Regions from separate parts of the Mus musculus genome. Here all the other regions are linked to region 1. A link is a contact called in public Hi-C, HiChIP or PLAC-seq and promoter capture Hi-C data. All regions are on one chromosome and are shown on one strand. The core of a region is the stretch at or near the end of the contact, and the rest is flanking DNA. Distances in the headings are between cores, read along the strand shown.

Region 1 (4,767 bases), core at 647-3,146:
AAGCCTCTGGTATCATGCAAAAGTATAGACATTTAGAAATCAATCAGGCTTATTTATTAGTAAATTCCAGTTGGGTTCACAGAACCAAAGTATTAGCATTAGTATGGAAAAATTTGATGCCTCTTAAAGATGACAGTGAGAATTCTCATTAAAGCTTATATATAAATAATGACTAGGCCAGTGATTACTCTGCTAAAAATGAATGATTGTAGCAAGAAAAGAAAGAAAGAAAAAAAAAGAAAATAAGTGAGAGTCACTTATTCAGAGAAAAACAATCCTTCCCAGTGCTATGTTGAAAAGAAAGCTGGTAAAAGATCCTTGGTCTGTTTGTTCCACAGCTTTCCTGTATACGGAATACTATTGAAATTGGGGTAGTGAAACTGATTTCAAACAGAAAACATTCTATGAAGCAGACACATCTCATTTCCTTCTTTTTATTAGCATATATTAATGATACAAAATAATGGAAAAGCAAAGACAAAAGATCTTCAGTGGATTGAACTTCAGTACAGAGGGCTGACATTTCCTGTTTGTTCTTTTTCTTGAGTCAAAGAATTACTAAGAAACATTTTATTTCCTCGTAGTGTGATTCAACAGCCTGGGGAAAAAAGGAAAACTGCCTAGAGAAAAATGCCCAGGCAATAAGGAAGCTTTCTAGAGTGCCATAATACTCAATAAACTGGAAACCCTGATGTTATAGGTCCCAACACCAACGGGGAGCCAGGAGCTGTACAACACCTGCCAAAGATCGGAAACCAATGCAAAGAAGAGCTACAGCAGGATCTTTCTGTTTGCAGTACACAGGACACCTCGCATCTCACTCAACATACTCTCCCTTCTCAAGACGACCCTAGACTCAGTACCCGCCCACAATCCCCTTCAGCTGCACTCCAACTCTAATCCCCCATCTGCAGGTGTGACAGGCGACGCCTACTTACTGAGCTGTCCTCCGCCCGACGTCGTACTCGGTTCCCGACCTCCAGCGCCTCCGACGATGGAGGCGCCAGGGATCCCGGGCGCCCCCATCCCTGGGGGGGTCCCACTCTGCCTCTCGAAGTTGCCAGGATTGGAGAAGTAATCGCGCAGTCGTGGTAGCTCGCGGCCGCTCTCCAACAGCTCGGTGTGCAGCTCCAGGGCGGTCAGCAAGTATTGATCGCGCAACAGCTGAGCGGCGATGGCATCGATTGACAATCGGGCAGGGGTCTCCCCGCTGCCCCCCGGAGCCGCCGGGGCGGCGGACATCTCCACAGCGAGCCCCGGCCGCGCGCTGCTTCCCAGGGCCATGGGGTCCTGTGGCGACAGGGAGCCTGCAGAACCAGGATCTAGGCCGACCCCGGCACCCAGCCGAAGTCCTGCCCGCCGGTCCTCGGTTGCCGCTACCTCGTCGTCGTCCTCATCCGAATCACTGAGGAAAGGATTTACTCCGCTACCACTGCCACCACCTCCGGGCGCCATCGCCGCCATCTTATTCTGTCAGGAATGTGGGTGCTTCCCTGCTTGGCCCGACAGGCCCTCAGCCTGAATCCCCGTTAGGTCCCGAGAGCCGCCGACCACCTAGGCAGCCCAGGCCGACCGCACCTCTCCTCACCTAGAGCCTAGGCCGGACTGGGAGGCAGGAGCCCGGTATGCAGCAGCACCTCCCGTCTCAGCCGCTGCTGCACCAGTAGCCGACTCTGCAGGCGTCTTCCTGGTCCCTAGTCTCGCGAGAACTGGCTTGGTCCCATCTTCGCCCCGCCCCGTCCCCGCCTCAGCCCCACCCACCTCTGGCCTTGGAGTGGCAAGATCGAAGGAACCGCTCCAGGCTCAAACATAAGACCCCGCCCACAAGCTCTCGAGGATTGGCTGGAGTTACAGGACCTGGCCAGAGAGTTATCGCGAGAGCAGCGAAGGCCTGGGGCAGGTTGGGGGCGTTCCCTGGAGCAGTAGAGGTGGAGGTCGCTGAGGGGTACGATTTGGCTGTGGTTTTTGAGGGTTGAAGGGAACCCTCCCGACATCTTTCACCGCCCTGGGTCCTGCCTTCGTTCTGAGGAGGTCCCGTTCCCAAGACTGGGCCTGAGCCGGATAGTTCTCAGGTAAAGTCCCGGGACCCTTGCACTTAAGGTGTTCCCACGCCCGCTTCTCCCTTCACGCTTCAGTTTTTTGTCGCTGTTTGCTGTCACCGCCCAGATAGCAAGTGCTCTGAGCAGCGGTCAGAATCTGGCTTCTTTGCTCTTCCCTAGTTTCCCAGCCATCTGCTCTCTCCCCTGGAGATCTGGCGACGGCATGGCCTCCTTGTGGTTAAGGAGGGCGCCTTCCCGCCCCCTCCGTCCGGGAATAGGACTTAGAAAGCTGAAGGGTGCAGATAGAGCCTGGACGGAAGTTGCAACATTTGAGTTTCGAGATGCCTTTACACTCATCTGTGAACAGCCTGGTCTTGGACGACAAACTAAGTAATATGTAAACCCATGGAAATTAACATACACTTTACATCAAAGGAACTTTTCAAACTATCAGCGCTATCTCTTCAGTACAACTAAGTTGTCTGGGCCGCTTCAGTGGCCTGGTCATGTCCACTGCACTAGGACACATTCGTTGGAACAAGTATCACCTATCTTTTGTCCAAAACCATTCTTTTCCACAATCCCCTGAAACCTTGCTAAGTCCATTTAGGCTAGAATCGAGGTTTTCTTTATGGATCAATCAAATTTTAGCGATTTAAAAAATTGTACTCTGTAGAGAGATTTGATGGCCTTTATGAAACATTTAGCACATAACTATACTCGTAGGTTTGGAATATCATTTATCCTTTATGCTATTCCTTGATTGTAGTTTGAGGTGATAAGAAGTTTCCCTGTCGCTATTAGACTCCTAGCCCTCATATCTTCTATTTTGTTAAACATAGAATGCCACTTTTTCCTGGTTTTAGAATTAAGTTCTTATTAACACCAGGTCCTAACAGACAACAAAATAAATAGCCAACAGTGCTAACCATCTGCTCTGATATATATAATGAAGTATCTCCTTTATCTTTGTGGAAAATAAAAATAGAGCATTGTTATATGACCTCAGGTCTGGTTACCGGTTTACATGTAAAGTATCCCAGCAGTTAAGTGTAGGTTTTAATTTCAGTTTAATCAGTCTCACAGGAAACTAAAATTTCATTTGAATGAGGCTCTGAAATGCTTTCTTTGGTTGGTATTACTATATAGTTATTATTTGGGCTTTTTAACAGGAGCTTTTAAAGTATGTTACATGTGATATGAAGGTGGGAGGGGGAATACTGGAGGTTGGGGTGGGTGGTTTAAATGAGCATAGGAGACCGGGAGATGGGGAGAAAGTTAGCCCAAATAGTAAAAGACCATAAAGACCCTTGCTACATTGTGAAGCAATTTAAAAATAGTGTTAGTAGTAAGGATTTTTTTTTAAATAAGACTTTTAGCTTCCAATTCGTTGGACTAAATGCTGTACTGTGCTATTTATTAATGAATCTGGAAAAAAATCCTCAGTAACATGGCAATAGTATAGAATGAGCAATATTTTAATGTTTCACATTTCTTAGCAAAAGGGGGTATCAGTTCTAACTTTGATATTGTCAAAGAGATTAAAAATGTAACCAAATTTTGGAATGGAGGATTAGTGAATGGCATGGGAAAAACATGAGCAGAAATGTGTATTTTCTTCTTCTTTGTAATGGCGATGCTTAGAAATATACTTTTAGGGTGCCTGAGGAAAACTGCTCTTAAAATAATAGAAGGGCACATCATATACATATCATTTATTGTGAGACGTTGAAAATGTTTGGACCTAAATTCTCCCATCTTCTCTTACATTCATCTGCCCAGAGAGATAATGAAAGTACATAGAATTGTGAATGTTCTTGCCACAGTGCCTGGTAGCTGGTTGGCAGCAAATGTTAGTGTGGTCAGTGTCTTAGTTAGGGTTTCTATTCCTGCACAAACATCATGACCAAGAAGCAAGTTAGGGAGGAGAGGGTTTATTCGCCTTACACTTCCACATTGCTGTTTATCACCAAAGGAAGTCAGGACTGGAACTCAAGCAGGTCAGAAAGCAGGAGCTGATGCAGAGACCATGGAGGGATGTTCTTTACTGGCTTGCTTCCCCTGGCTTGCTCAGCCTGCTCTCTTATAGAACCCAAGACAAACAGCCCAGAGATCGTCCCACCCACAAGGGGCCTTCCCCCTTGATCATTAATTGAGAAAATGCCCCACAGCTGGATCTTATGGAGGCATTTCCTCAACTGAAGCTCTTTTCTCTGTGATAACTGCAGCCTATGTCAAGTTGACATACAAAACCAGCCAGTACAGTCAGTTAATCAATGAAATACTGGATACTGAGGACATTTGGCAGGTTTTTGAAACACGGGTATCAATGACTAGCAGAGCCTGTGAAAGTTATGTCAGTAGGGCAAAAAGAGGCAGCAGCATGAATTTAGGGACTGAATTTGAAAGCACAAATTAAAAATAGGTTTAAAAGGTTTGCCTTTGAGTCTTAAGTTGAAAGTAGAGTTTAGTGGCTGACCTACCATCTGGAGTGCTTCTAGTTCCTATCCTATAACTAAGGGCTTGTTTGTCTAACTGCAAGTTCTCAACAAATCAGCTGAACCATCTTCCCATAGGGTACTTTGCCTCTCAGTATCATGCTTGAATAGTTTTAATGCACACACTGGGATATTAAGAAATTCTGCCCTCTACTTATAATTTATTAATAGTTGTTGGAAAATGTCTTTCTTCTTTGGAAGACTGACCTAGGTCAAAGTCTTTAGGGCTG
Region 2 (4,767 bases), core at 1,625-4,124, 240 kb before region 1:
ATAAACTCTATTCTACACTATACCATCATGTGGCTGGTCTCTCAGGGGGAAAAGATGCCTTGGCCTGGACCCGCTGAGAGATCCCCTTCCCCCATACCTCACCACACTCCCATAGAACATATCTTATACCTCTTTATCTTTTTATAAACACACCAGTTGTGATCAGAGTGGTGGCTGTACTGTTGAAGCAAGAAGAGGAAGCTGGTTTGATTGAGTGTAGGATAGAAGAGGTGAGACAGCCTCCTCCCTATAGAGAAGACCTCTATTGAAGAAGCAAGAGGAGCCTGTAAACAGGTACAGGGAGATATGGGAGAAGCTTAGCTCTTCTGAGCGACGCTGAGAGGCTGTGGTGCCTGGGAACAGATGCAGGAGCATAGGGGGAGGCGAGGCATAGAGATTTGTTTCCAGTTCCTTCTACTTGGTTTCTTTAAAAAAAAAAGTTAATTATTGATAATTAAGAAAGGAAATAGCTTAGGAGACTTGAAAGCAATAAAGAAATAGGATCAGCCATTAAATTTTAAAGGCTTGGATTTCTGTTCCTATTTTTAAAAGTATTCCATGATAAAAATCAAGTGAGAGGAATCCCTTAAAATGTTTATTAATGAACAAAGGCGGGAGGTAGATACTGTTGCCTGTTTTTCCTGGAGACGCTGGTGTGTTAAGAGCAGCTGGTGTAAGTACGCATTGGATCCCACAGACCCCGTGACACTGTCTGTTTACCTTTCTTTGGAAATGAGTAGAACGGGACAACTGACATCTGCCTGCTTGTTCCAAGCTGAAAGTCCACACTGTCATATTGATTCCAGTGACCTTCAGAAAAGCGACCCCTTCAGAGCAGAGGGAAGCTTAACCTAGGGCAGTGCACTGTAGCCAGTGATGCAGAGAAGAAAGGGTGGGGCCAGGAGCTGGAGGTTTGTGCTTATGGACCGCATACTGTGTTTATGGCAGGAGCAGTAACCTTCACAAGGATGTAAATAGCACCAGTATCCTGCCAGGCCCCAGTGTGTGAGCAGCCCTGGGGCTGTTTCTAGGCGAGTGTGTTGAAACTTACCACCCACTGATTTTCAACCCTGACCCAGTGGTGCAATGTGGATATTCCCCTGTTAGAAACGTGGGCCCGAGGCTAGAGATGAGCAGCTTCCCCGGAGTAGGTCTCACATTGCCCCGGTAGTGGCACAACTGACTTATAAATAAGTAAATTTGACTGGTAGTTTTATTTTTAGCACAAAATCATGCTAGGTCTTAAAATGTCTCTTTGGCCCAGCTCCCAGGCATCCTTCATACATCACCTGCTGTGAATGCTAACAAGAATACAAATGTGTTCAGTTCAGTTGAAAATCGTGGATTGGCTCTCCACTCCCTCGGCCTGATTTCTCGGGGGCTGCTCTGATTTCTTCACACTGGTGACTGTGGAGTCCTATTAGACTCGGCCAGTACACCTTGATTGGAGCTCTGTCCTGTGTCTAAGGATGGTGGTATGATTGTCCTGCGGCTCCAGAAAGACCACACCAGGCCAAACAGTTCCATCTGAGGTTTATTGAGAGAGAGAGAAGGGCAAGGTGACATTGAAAAGAGAAGGGGGAAGAGAGAGAGAGAGAGAGAGAGAGAGAGAGAGAGAGAGAGATCGATCAGAGGAGCTTTCCTTTATATATGGATGGTGACATAGTCACAGGTAAAGGTGGGAGCCAAGTGGAATCTGGGAATATGGTGGCTGTTGCCTTGGCAACAGGTGTGTGGGTTGCGCTGTTGCCTATGTGATGTCATGGGTTTCAGAGGTCCTGATACCAACATATGGAATATTGGTAGTAATAAATTATATGGATAGATGAACGCCAATAGCCCAAATGTCACATTGATGACTGTTGGCATTTCCTCTAGCCTCTGCCACACAATAACCTGGCAACAGCCAGGTGTGCCTGACTCACCATAAACAGGACCTCTTGCCTCTCCTCCCTCTCTCTCTCTTGCTCTCTTCTCCTTTCGCTCCCTTATACTTCGCCCCTCCCGTCTCCTCATGGCCCTCTCCCTCTCTCTCCACGTGCTCATGCCTGCCCTCCCTACCCCAACTCTATTCTATACCATACTTGGCTGGTACCTCAGGGGGGAAGGGATGCCTCAGCGTTGGCCCCGCAGAGGCACCTTCTTCCCCTACACCATGGCTTGCCTCCACCAAACGTATCTCTGGTCTCTTTCTTTTTATAAAACGCAACACTGACAATAAATATTCTCACGGCACTATCATGTTGGCGTCTGAACTGCAGAACTGGAAGCCAGGCCCTGGCCCTGGGAAGACAAGTGTTCTCCATCCTCTTTTTATTTGAGTCAAAAGAAGATAACCATAAAAAACAAATTTGGATAGGAAATGCTGGTCATTTTTAATCAACTAATTTTGTTGTAAACAACTGAAGAATAAAGATGTTTGCTACCAAACCTATGACCTGAATTCAATTCTCACAGTCCTCACCCAGAGTCTTCACGGTACAAAGAAAGAACAGACTCTCACAAGTTGTCTTATTACCTACATGCAGACACACACACACACCACACACACACACACACACACACACACACACCACAGACACATACACACACACACATACACAGACACACAGACACACACACACACACACACACCACACAGACACATACACAGACACAGACACACACACTATTTAAAAAATTGATACATCAAACATGTACATATTTATGGGGTGCTGTGTAATACCTGGGCATGTGTCTCTGTGGTATAATGTTCAAGGAAGGGCGACATCCCCTTCTTTTAGAAGCTTTGACACAGAGCAAGTGATGCAGAGCCCAGGGCATGACTCAGCACCTTGGCTCCACTCCCAGTGGGCACTCTCCTCTCAGAATCTCAGTTTCAATGCTGTTCTCTGTGACTCAGCTGTCGTGACCTCTTTGGGCAAGTTCCATTGCATGTCTCATTCCAGGGCCTTCAGTTGGAAGGCAAAGACTTATCATCCAAGCTGATGGACCAGTGGCTGCCACTTCCCCTGGGGAAGCCAGGAGTTCCTCTTGGGGAGGGTCCCTGGGTCAGTGCCAGGAGAGGAGTTCTAGGAGGAGAACTGGGGCAAAGTCCTTTGTGATGGAAGGATTTCTGAGGATGTGTTATCACAGCGAAGCTCACCAAGGCGTCTCTGTGTTGATATAAATAGTTCTGCATTGGCAGCAGGTAGAGGAGAGCCAAACAGTAACGAGCATTAGGACAAACAAACAGGGATGTGGGCCCAGCCACCGTTAGCCACAGTTGGCAAAGGCTGGGAGGTGGTGGCGGTGCTCGAAGCTGAACCAACAATGAATTCATCACTTGTGACAGAAGGGAGGAAGCTCTTCGAATAATTACAAGTTCAGATAATTAGAAAAGCACACAGGACAGGGCATTGGTTCAAGATGAAAACTGGCAAAGATATACACTAATTTGCCAGGGTCCATGTTTAAATATTAATGAACAAAGCATTAGTTACATGATGGATACTTCCCATACGCAAAGGCCTGTGCTTGGTAGATAAGGTGTGTGAGTGTTTGGGGGTGAGAGTTCTTTCCTTCCCTACAACATACAGAGAACACCACACGTGTAATTGGAAGGAAGATGTCTAGAAGTGCTGGATATGATAGATAGAATAAGTGCCAGGCAGGAAAGAGGTGAATCTGAGGGAGACATGGAGGATGAAAACAGGAGACAAGGATCCTCCTCCAGCTAGAGCTGCCACGGACCATGGGCTAAGTAGTCTAAGATGAGCCACAGGGGAAAAGAGAGTGGGGATGTGGATTCCTGAAGTATACTGGGCAAGTGCCCCCTCCCTCAGCGGAAGCCAATCTGAGTTCCCTGTGGATAAAAGCATCCCAGACTTAGGCCCCAGGGAGGAAGAGCAACGACGGGGATACCAAACCACAGACTACGGGAACTCCGGAAACTCCGGGAACGGCGGCAGAGACAGTGAAGCTGTGGGAGTGGACATATAACAAGAGATAAAATGCCCAGGGGCTCCAGAGAGGCCCAGTGGTTAAGGACGCAGGTTGCCCTTCCACACTGGGAGACTCACAGCCACCTGTAATTCCAGTTCCAGGGGATACTTTCTGGCCTCCTGGACTCAAGTGCATATCTGTACCCAGACACATATGCATATTCACAATTAAAAATAAAAATATTTAAAAGCTAGAAAAGGGGATTACAAAAATAATAAAGGCTCTAAAAAATGACCAGACAGATTTTCACAAAAAATAAAAACGGACATTCCGAAACAGAAAGAGGGAATGGAAATTAAAAAAGAAAATAGCAAGTTCTACTCAATAAGTGGGTAAAGCAGCACACTGGGGTATAGCTGCAAAGATCTTCTGTATTCCTTTATTGTCTTACTGAGGGGAGAGTCAGGCCTCCACACCTAAATACAAAATGATGTACTCAATATTCAACAGCAGCCAGCCCTTAAAGAGTCCACTTGAAGAAGTGGTTATGAATGTAACTTCATACACGTTTGCATTTTATTTTACTTTGAATGTGTCTGTGGGTTGGTTTGTGCACATGACTGCAGTTGCCTATAGGGGCCACAAGAGGGCATTGCATTCCCTTGGAACAGGAGTTACAGGCAGTTGGGTACGGCTTGTGGGTGCTGGAATCTGAACTCCAGTTCTTTGGGAGAACGGAGTGTGTTACTAACCACTGACCTGTCTCACCAGTGTCTGTGAGAATTTGGAATCCAGTGCCTTTGGAATTTACTATAAAATGCAGCTTGCATGTTATTCCCCAAA
Region 3 (4,767 bases), core at 603-3,102, 180 kb before region 1:
GACCCCAACAATTACAAAACTGCTTGTAGTTCACTTAAGTGGTTAGCTTTATCTCCATTATCCAAGAACCAGTGCTCGTGATAACTATGCCTGTGGCCTCTTTCAGTTTTAAACTGCTTTCTTGTATAAGGACCCACCAAAAGAAAATCACCCATAGGACAATTGATTTCCTTACATTTACCTCATGAGATTTGATTTGTAATTGTGTGTGTGTGTGTGTGTGTGTGTGTGTGTGTGTGGCCATGGAATCCCATGGAGCTGGAGTTACATGGAGTTGTGGACTGAACAGTGGGGTACTGGGTACTGAACCCAAACTCTTCTTCTTAACTGTGAGGCATCTCTTTAGATCTCCTGGTTTGTCATTTAAATGTGGGAGCAACACACACACACAGACACACACATCCATACACACACAGACACACACATCCACACACACACAGACACACACATCCACACACACACAGACACACACATACACACACACAGACACACACACACACAGACACACACATCCACACACACACAGACACACACATACAGACACACACACACATGAACACAGACACACACACACAGACACACACACACAGACACACACAGAAGAATGTTTTTACTTCCATAGGCTAAATTACTCATGCACAAACACTTTGGAAGGAAAGAGGGCCTACTGCCTAAGTGTGTTTCTGACATTCTAATGGAGGAAGAGAAAAAGCAAATTGACATGTCAACTCTATTCATTCTTTCTTGAATTTCCCTGGCACCTTCATTTTGTCCTTTGGCCTGACGTCCTATTTACTCCCTCCATCTTTTCTAGACAGCCAATAGTTTAAAAAAAATAAGGATGCCAAAACCACAAAAGGTATGATTTTTTTTTTTTGAGATTTAGTGGCCAAGTACCTGCCACTGTAGGAAAAAAAAAAGACTAAAAAACAAAAAATGAAACAAAACCAAAACCAGGCAGGGGACAAGGTCACCTGAACTTAGCTCTCAAGGATCCACACAAACTCAAAGCCTTAGTGGTAGTGGCCGTGCATCCCTTTCACTCTTTGGAAAAAAAACCTGAGATATATATATATATATATATATATATATATATATATATAGAGAGAGAGAGAGAGAGAGAGAGAGAGAGAGAGAGAGAGAGAGACAGAGACAGAGAGAGAGAGTATCAGAAAACACTACAAAAGCAAGTGAATAATAAATATGGGGGTGGGGTGATACAGATCTCAATAATGCAGGACACCAACGTTGCAAAAAAAGGCCAAACTGAATGATGCCAGGTGGTAGGAGGCAGAGGAGAGGGGCACTGGAGGAAGTGAGAGGTGGGCTCCATCACCATGCCAGCAGCCTGCACCAGTGAGGAGGTGCACAGTGGCTAGCTACACCATGTTTTTGGAAAGGCACTGGTGCCCTGCACCCAGGGCAGACAGAGAAGGTGAGGTCATTCTGCACATTGTCCGGACCCCTGGGTATGGAGTGAAGTCTGCGCCCCACCCTGCTCCTGCACCGGCCGCGATGTCCCGTCCTTCTGCCGGGGTGCCCCCTGCTCCTGCAGCCCAGCCCCGGTGGCACAGACGTCGGGGAAGCGCGGCGCGGTGCCCGCAAAGGAGTCTCTGTGTGCCAGCGTCTCCTCCTGCACAGGGCGGCCCACGGGCTCCGACTCGGGCTCTGCGGAACCCGGGCCCTCCTGCGAGGTCTGGCTGACATACACCACGATGATGTCACCCTTGAAGTTCATCACCTGCCCGCTAGAGATGAACGTGGAGTTACTGTTTCCAGTCACGTTCCCTGCAGGGGAGAGAGCACAGAGAAACTGCATTATGGATTACAATCAGAGCTACAGCAGGTGTTCCCCTTGGAAAGCTTGGGCCATCCATAGTAGTGGAGCACTGAAGCAGCAGAGGAGGGAGGGGGAGGAGGGAGGGAAGAAATGGGAAAGGATGCTTCTGGCCATTCTCGTGTTTCATCTTTTCATACCTCAAGGGGACAGTGCGCAACTGCAGGACACGGGCAGGAGAACCCACCCGGATTCTTGACTCTAGACAACATTCAGTTGGAGAGAAGCAGGAAGGAAGAGAAAGAAGAAAGCTTGGGGATAGAGTAGTGGTAGGGGAAAAGAGAGGAGATGGAAGCGAGAGGGGAAGATGGAAGAAAGGAAGGGGGAGGGGAGGACATCAATTGGTGAAGTCCAGCCAGCAACCAATCCACTGTAAACACTGAGCAGACTTCAGGTCACTGGGCTGAGCAGGGGCATCTGAGGCCAAGCCTTCCTGTCACCTTCTAAAGGGTTCCTAATGTCTCAGCCCTGCAGGGTGATCACGGAGCTAAGTGCACTCAGAGTTCAACAGACATTAATACATTTCAATTTACTCCTCTAGAAGGGAGACAAAGAGGAGAAGAAATGAAAAACCTCATTCTTTCCTTTTGAACCCTAGTTCTATCATTCTTTGGTGGCTAAATGGAAGTAGCCAGTCTTTGATTAATAAAACTTCTGGCAAGAAGCATGTTTACAGACGGTAGGGAACACACTCCCTCTCCTTTCTTTTATTTTTCCATTTAAAGACCCATGTGCCACAAATTTCTCAAGCGGAAAATAACTGCGCCAATTCCCAACACTCAGCGTCAAAACAGACGCAAGACATCAAAGTGGCCGCTCCCTGGTCTCTCGCGCTCACCATTCATGCCTGTCTGTCTTCTGTTGTGACCCAGCTCAACAGTAATTTTCACAAATACGATGGCACTAACCACTCTGAGTGAAGTTTCCTCCAAATTGGAAGGGCTTTAAAGACAGTGACTAATGTGCTATAGGCATTCACGAAATTCTTTGAGGGAATCTTTCTGCCTGATAGCGGGGTAACCCCTGAGAAGCCAGTGTGGAGGCACGGTGAGAAGCAAACGGCAGATAAAGATTTTAAATGTGAGCAACAAATCCAAAGACACAAAGGTCCGTGGTTCCTGCCGTTTTCCCACAGACTACTGTATGGAGCACCAGGAAAGTCCTCCCTCCATAAAATAACACCAGAGAGCTTAGCTCCTGTTTCTATCTCCCCCGTCCCAGCCCCCATCCCCCACTCCCCCCCACCCCCCAGCGCACTCCCCTTCCCCAGCATCTGCAGGTGCTCCTCCCCTGCACCGTGCAGGCACTCTAAGCCTCTCTGTGCGCCTTTCTCTCACACCTGCGGTTACCTTTCAGCTGGATAAACAAGAAACCGAAGTAATACATACGTGTCATACATGTTATATTCTAACTAAACACATGCTCTATGTATTTAATAAAATCAGTAACGGTGAGCGGCTTAGAATATGGTTTTTCTCTGTTCAGTCATTCTTCTCTTTTGTTATGACATCATCTACTTCTTTTGTTCTTCACTGTATTCAAGCAGACAGAGCTTCCCTCCTGGTGCAGGACTGATTCCTCAAGACTCTGGATTTCATCTCATCTCTTCTTTCTCCTCATCCTACTTAGGTCTATCTGGTGGTGTCGTGATACATGGGGACTATTGACCATTTACATTTTTATCTTCCTACAAATCATCATGATGAGCCCACTGGTCAGAGCTGCAGTTAATCTGGGTCCAGTAAAAGCCCTGAGCTTTTTTTGTGTGTCATCTTGCACAGAAAGATTTTGTGTAAGATCTTGAGCATTTCATTCCAAGCCATTTTCCCTTAACACATTTTGATATCTTGATAGTACTATACTAAAACTCCTAATGTGCATTCTTGTTTCCTATGTGTGTGTGTTTTTTTTCAGTGTGGAACTCAATTCTTTGAGCTTACAGGGCATAGACAATCCAGTCCTTTGATTCATAGAATAATGAATGCCGTCCTTGGAAGGCGTGACTCACTGTGGCATGAGTTCTTTTGTGTTTGGGTTACCTCACTCAGGATGATGCCCTCCAGGTCCATCCATTTGCCTAGGAATTTCATAAATTCATTCTTTTTAATAGCTGAGTAGTACTCCATTGTGTAAATGTACCACATTTTCTATATCCACTCCTCTGTTGAGGGGCATCTGGGTTCTTTCCAGCTTCTGGCTAGTATAAATAAGGCTGCTATGAACATAGTGGAGCATGTGTCCTTCTTACCAGTTGGAACATCTGGATATATGCCCAGGAGAGGTATTGCGGGATCCTGGGGATCCATCCCATAATCAGCCTCCAAACACTGACACCATTGATTACACTAGCAAGATTTTGCTGAAAGGACCCTGATATAGATATCTCTTGTGAGGCTATGCCGAGGCCTAGCAAACACATGTGTACCTACCAGATACCACATACATAACACACACACACACACGCACACATGCACACACACAAATAAAATAAAAATGTAAAGGGATGGCATATGACAAAAACAATCTATGATCAAGCTTACCAGGCTAGCATTTGTGGGAAAGAGTCAGTTTGTACTGATTAAACTTTAAAAACAAAACAAACAAACAAACAAACAAACAAAACAGACTTGGCAGTATGTGAGAGGCAGAACGGCCCCTTGTGGACAGGTCACTTTCACAGCTGCCAGGCCACAGGCGCAGAGCCTTTACTGTCACCGTCACCTTGAGGTTCCTATTAACTTTCATGCCAGGCACATTGTGTTTTTGTTCTTCGGTAGGTTCTGCAACTTCTGTCAGTGGCCCTGAGGAGCTGCAGGTAAGACTGCAACTCTGGTTTTGTCCCCACAGATTTGGTGTTGCTGCCTTAGAAGACAATGTCTTACAAGGCAGCCATATTTCAACATTACTGCAGTGTTTGCAAATATAATTGT
Region 4 (4,767 bases), core at 1,009-3,508, 140 kb before region 1:
TGGTTCGCATCTGCTGCAACACCGTCCGAGATGCTCATAATGCCTCTCCTGGGTGCATGGAGGAGTGACCTGGAGAGTCACCTGAAAAGAAAAGTGACATCAGGAAGATAGCGTACACAAGTTGTTTCTGGACAGGGATGGAAAGACGGGGCTCGATGGCTAGGGCTTTGCTGCCAAGGCTGGCAACATATGGTAAAAAGATAGAAACACTCCCCATAGTCTGTCCTCTGACCTCCATATGAGCTCACAACGCACAAAACAAGTAGATGTAGAGGAAAGTTAGTTGTCAATTGTACCTCTATAAAGCATATGAATACGACATAGGTTGCTTTTCACTGTCCTAGGCTAGTTCATATCCTCTAAGGATACATAGAACAAACCTTTTAGCACAGGGCTCTGACCTGTTTGGACATTTAAAAACACTTACGTGACAGAGCAGAAGGTTGAAAACTTCTTCATGAAAGTCACTTAAAAAGTTGGCCCTACTTCTGTGTCACTAAGGGACCACACTTCTCCTGTGTCAGTGGGACACATGAACTCACATAGGAATGTAATGAGCCAATCTGTGCATCCGAGTTCTGCCTGGCCACTGGGGGTGAGTGAGTGCCTCTTGGGCAGATGAAATGGGAGGTGCTCAGCTATAAAGCTGGTAATCTCAAAGAGCCAGGAACAGAGGGGGCCCACAGGTGATGAGCCTAGGGCTTGGGAAGAGGGGAACTCCTGCTTAGTTCAGGGGTCAGAGTCCGTGTCTCGGGCAGAGGGGCCTTCTGCAGGCTTTGTATGACAAAGGCTTCCCCCCACAGAAGTCCTTGATGAGAGAGACAGTCCTTACTTGTCCAAACTATTTATTGGTAATGGTACATGGATGCATACAACTTACTTAGGTGAACCAGAAATTAAATACCTTTTGCAAGGAAGGATGTCTGGGAAAGGAAGCTTATTGGCTGAACCCTTGGACTGGCCCATCTGGTGATCTCACAGCATGGAGAACTCTGTGTTCTGTGCTACGTGACTAGTGGTCACAGTCCTCATGTGGGGTGTCATGGTCATGTGTCCTACGGCAGGAACCGGGCTGGGAGTAGATAAAATGCCTTTCACTCTTGGACATGAGAACTTACTGGGGTTTTCGAATCCGTTCGACCCTCCCAGTTTTTGTCTGGTGACACGGTCCCACTTACTCCACACCAATTCTATGATTAAGCCAGGGGATTCACTGCAATAAGCTCCCTATGATGGTTAGAGGCTGTTAAGCAGTGCTCACCTTCCAGAATGCTAAAACACGTGAAAGGCGTAAACAGTGAAGACTCGTAGGTACTTTGAGGGTTAAGCCCACCTGCCTGTTGCCTGATGGAACCCAGGCAAGCCGCTCGCACACTCAGAGCTTCCGTCTCCTTCCTAGGCTTTACGATTGAAATTGACATGCTTCCTCCATGCTTGACCTCACCCCCCCTCCAGAGAACCGTGCTATTTCAGGAGTCGCTGCTTAGGGAGTTTGTAGAACCTTGAGGAGTCGGGGCCTAGTTGGCAGAAGTCAGTCACCAGAGCAGGCCTCTGAAGGGTCTCCCCTTCTCGTCCTGGTCTGTTGTGAGGTAAGCATCCAGCCATACATGTCTGCCTCCATGAACTGCCCTCCCTGCTATGATGGAGTGATCCTCTCAAAGTGCCACAATGAATCTTCCTTTGGGTGGTTTCTGTCAGGCAGTGTGGTCACAGGAAAATGAACCTAACTGATACATGCTCCAAAGGTGTACGATTCTAATATACAATACAGAATGGCCACGCCCCCTCTGACCAGCACGAAGTCTTAGAGCTGTCTCCTTCTTCACCTTCCTCAGTGGGAGAAAAAGGCAAGTGACAAGCAGTCATGTTAGCAGGAATACAGAAAACCGAAGAGTCGGGCATAGCTGAACAGATCCCCACATCGAGTGCACACAACATGTCAGCCTTCCTACCTGCTCCAGAGAACTAGTTCCAGACTCTCCCCAGGGAATTTACTGTTAAAGAGTAAGTACATACTTTGGCAGATGCCTGCTGAATATGGGAGCTACTGAGGCTTGGTAGTGTAAATTTGGTCCAGAGTTGGTGACTAGAAAGACCATCAGCTCTAGGGGAGAACCTACAATTTTTGTTTTTTCCAATGGACGTGTGGTCAAACTGCCTTCTAAATGTGCACATTCATAGCCATACATTAGCACTGCTCTCAGCCTTCCTCAGAGGAGCTGCTTGTTGCATCAGACAACAGCTAAAGAAGGTATTCATAACAGCTGCAGTACCAAGACTAAGGGCTAGAGGACTGCTCAGCTCTATACGGGACATCTATGCCACCCTTTGCAATGGCAAACTTGAAAGAGCCAGAGGATGAGGAGGAGTGTTGCAAAGGATGTCTTCTGGACCTGGCATGGGCCGTCCCATTTATGAACTCACCGTAGCTGTGGTTACCAACACAAGACCTGACCTGCACCGCACTGGGGCTGACTAAGTTCATCAAGGAAAGGGAAATGGCTTGTGAGACTCCACCCACCCTGAAAGTACATGGTGACTGGGGAAGGGCAGTCACTTTTTGTCTGCTTGGTTTGTTTGTTTGTTTGTTTGTTGTTTTTTTTGCTTTTTTGTGTTTTTTGTTTGTTTGTTTTTTTCCTTTTTTGTTTTTTTGTTTGTTTTTGTTTTTGTTTTTGTTTTTTTGAGAACCCTGGCTATCCTGGACTCACTTTGCAGGCCAGGTTGGTCTCCAACTCAGAGAGATCCGCCTGCCCCTGTCCCTGCCTCCTGAGTGCTGGAATTAAAGGCATGTGCCACCATACCCAGGCCCCAACGGGAGTCACTTTCTTTAAAGGTATAGCCACGAATAAGCTACCCAAGTTCCAGTCTGTAACTTCCCACCTATGTCCATACAAGCAACTGTAACTAAACCTGGTGGGTCACAAATATAAAAACACATGAAAATAGGCTGCGTGTTCTTCAGGAGAAAGAAAGGGCTCAGTCATTGAGGGGGGGGGGGGAAGAAAGGGGATTAGTAAGGGGTAGAAATGACTGGAATCCATTACATATATGCATGAAACTGTCAAAGAACATTTAAAAAGAGAAATGGAAGATAATACAAACAGTTATCCCTGGTCAGTGTCAAAATTGAAGTGTTTATCTACCCATTAGCCATCTTGGAGGAAAACTGCAGAGGTGATAGGACGGGGAAGATGCCAGCTATCTTAATGTTGCAACTATGAAAGACGTTTTATAGAGAAAACATTAGCCCAAGGCTAGCTGAGTGGAGTGTAGGGAAGCGTCTCTCTGACCTCACTCTGGTCTCACAAGTGGGATCGGGGGCACACTGAGTGGGGACCCTGGGGAAGGACTGGTGAGGGGATGGGTGTGCATGGGCTTGCTTGTTGGACTTGCTATCATTTTCCTGATGGAAGGTTATATTAACTGGGTGTTTCCCATCAGTCACCTGATGATGGGGCCTTAGGACATCACAGCGAGCCTAGGAGAGCTTAGCAAGATCGGCTGAGAAGAGGTCCTACTTCTCCCTTGGGCCCTCTTGGTCTTTCTTCTTTTATAGGATTCTATTTCCTAGAGGGAGCTGTGGCTTTTTTCTGGGTCCCAGTGGCCCTCATAAGAGGGACACGCAGAGGCAAATAACAAAACTGGATGTGGCTGATGCAGACTTTATCTAACAGGGTTTGTCTGAGCCTAAGGATGTAGACACTCGTGCATGCTGATGGCAAGATGTGTGGGCAGGCTGTACTTCAGAAGACAAGTGTTATCAATCACTTCTGACCCATTAAGAAAGCAACAGTAGTGTCTGTCAGATAAGCACACACTTTGCTTGGGTGATACTCACAGAAAGGTGCTTTTTAGGGGAATTTGACAGAGAGCCAAAGCAAACGGAGCAAAATTGCTCAGAAGTGTTGTGGTGGTCTTGCCTGTGTTGGACTCCACAGCCAGTCTACCAGGCATCACCCAACTGAATGGGCTTGACTTCACATCTAGTATGTAACTCTGATGCTCTCAGCATCTAGGGCCAGCTCTAGCTCAGGAGCTACTACCCTCATACACACAAAAATCATACCTTCTCCCCTTATACACACAAAAATCACTGCTTTCCAAAGCCTCCACAGGATCCAACTCTAAAACGGGTCTTCACAAGTTATTTCTTTAAACCCCAAGCACTTGCTTTATACCCACATGCGTTTTCTCTAAAAAGTAAGATATTATATAATTCCCACATAAAAAATTTAACCCTTTAAAGATTACTAGACATGATTTTAGTGTATTGCCACAGGCATATAGGAACCACAGCTGTTTAATCCTAATACATGCTTTCCCTATGTAGCCCTAGCTACATTAGAACTTGCTCTATAGATCAGGCTGGTCTTTACTTCAGAGAAATCTGCCTTCCTCTTCCTCCTGAGTATGAGGATTAAGGTATGCACTACTTCACCCAGCTAAGCCTGACACAGTTTTACTTTATTTTTATGGATTTGTATGTATGCGCTCGCAGGTATCTTCCACTTAAACATCTGGGTCCTCCATCTTATCACTGGCTGCACTGCCCACCAGCAGTGGGCAAAGCCCAACCCAGTCACTCAGGGCCCCTCTCAGCAGCAACCTTACACTTCCCTCCAGAACTGGGGCAGGACTCTAGCACAGGTAGTCAAGCAGCAGCTATTATTGGTTGTGATGCTATTATTGGTTGAAATCATAGCTTGATAAAAGCATTTTCCTGATGCAGTGTGACTTGAGGAGGCCCCCAGGGGATGGTAAGCAACT

What was found. Promoter capture Hi-C pulls out the DNA fragments that hold promoters and counts their contacts. A called contact is a pair of places that touch in the nucleus more often than the background predicts. HiChIP or PLAC-seq counts read pairs in DNA pulled down with a chosen protein or histone mark.
Region 2: a promoter capture Hi-C map of the HPC-7 cell line shows a contact between it and region 1, with 4 times the contacts expected there. The contact joins the enhancer-like site here to the promoter of Pign in region 1. A contact is called at or near these places in 15 of 39 promoter capture datasets (the 3T3-L1 cell line, 3T3-L1-derived adipocytes, the C10 cell line and 8 more), 1 of 15 datasets of contacts at CTCF or cohesin (the NIH/3T3 cell line), 15 of 484 Hi-C or Micro-C datasets (B cells, the G1E-ER4 cell line, the HL-1 cell line and 7 more), 6 of 115 datasets of contacts at active chromatin or transcription factors (the NIH/3T3 cell line, the SCID.adh cell line, T-cell acute lymphoblastic leukemia and 1 more) and 3 of 9 other capture datasets (adipose tissue, liver and pancreatic islet).
Region 3: a contact with region 1 is called in a Hi-C map of the N1E-115 cell line, with 2.0 times the contacts expected there. The contact joins the enhancer-like site here to the promoter of Pign in region 1. A contact is called at or near these places in 1 of 15 datasets of contacts at CTCF or cohesin (the NIH/3T3 cell line), 2 of 484 Hi-C or Micro-C datasets (the N1E-115 cell line and nephron progenitors), 1 of 115 datasets of contacts at active chromatin or transcription factors (embryonic stem cells) and 1 of 9 other capture datasets (adipose tissue).
Region 4: an H3K4me3 HiChIP or PLAC-seq map of bone marrow-derived macrophages shows a contact between it and region 1, with 2.3 times the contacts expected there. The contact joins the enhancer-like site here to the promoter of Pign in region 1. A contact is called at or near these places in 1 of 39 promoter capture datasets (3T3-L1-derived adipocytes), 3 of 115 datasets of contacts at active chromatin or transcription factors (bone marrow-derived macrophages, embryonic stem cells and microglia) and 3 of 9 other capture datasets (adipose tissue, liver and pancreatic islet).

The regions. Positions count from the first base shown.
Region 1 is chr1:105,660,805-105,665,571 of GRCm38.p6, reverse strand. It overlaps Pign (phosphatidylinositol glycan anchor biosynthesis, class N), which reads left to right and starts at 1,896. Exons shown (of 31, transcript NM_013784.3): 1 at 1,896-2,072. It overlaps Relch (RAB11 binding and LisH domain, coiled-coil and HEAT repeat containing), which reads right to left and starts at 1,711. Exons shown (of 29, transcript NM_173187.4): 1 at 939-1,711. The coding sequence starts at 1,464.
Region 2 is chr1:105,904,733-105,909,499 of GRCm38.p6, reverse strand. All of the region lies in intron 2 of Gm41927 (a long non-coding RNA gene), which reads left to right. Among named protein-coding and RNA genes, the nearest start is that of Gm41927, 27 kb to the left of the region's middle. Within about 2 kb of position 2,874, at least 116 of the 459 cell types and tissues checked have an H3K27ac peak or open chromatin away from gene starts, as enhancers often do. A contact at or near this core is called in the HL-1 cell line, the HPC-7 cell line, the N1E-115 cell line and 6 more, where this site is marked.
Region 3 is chr1:105,841,541-105,846,307 of GRCm38.p6, reverse strand. It overlaps Tnfrsf11a (tumor necrosis factor receptor superfamily, member 11a, NFKB activator), which reads right to left. Exons shown (of 10, transcript NM_009399.3): 10 at 1-1,788. The coding sequence ends at 1,442. Among named protein-coding and RNA genes, the nearest start is that of Gm41926, 20 kb to the left of the region's middle. Within about 2 kb of position 1,852, at least 21 of the 459 cell types and tissues checked have an H3K27ac peak or open chromatin away from gene starts, as enhancers often do. A contact at or near this core is called in the N1E-115 cell line, where this site is marked.
Region 4 is chr1:105,803,457-105,808,223 of GRCm38.p6, reverse strand. Tnfrsf11a (tumor necrosis factor receptor superfamily, member 11a, NFKB activator) reads right to left here. Exons shown (of 10, transcript NM_009399.3): 2 at 1-81. Among named protein-coding and RNA genes, the nearest start is that of Tnfrsf11a, 25 kb to the right of the region's middle. Within about 2 kb of position 2,258, at least 13 of the 459 cell types and tissues checked have an H3K27ac peak or open chromatin away from gene starts, as enhancers often do. A contact at or near this core is called in bone marrow-derived macrophages, where this site is marked.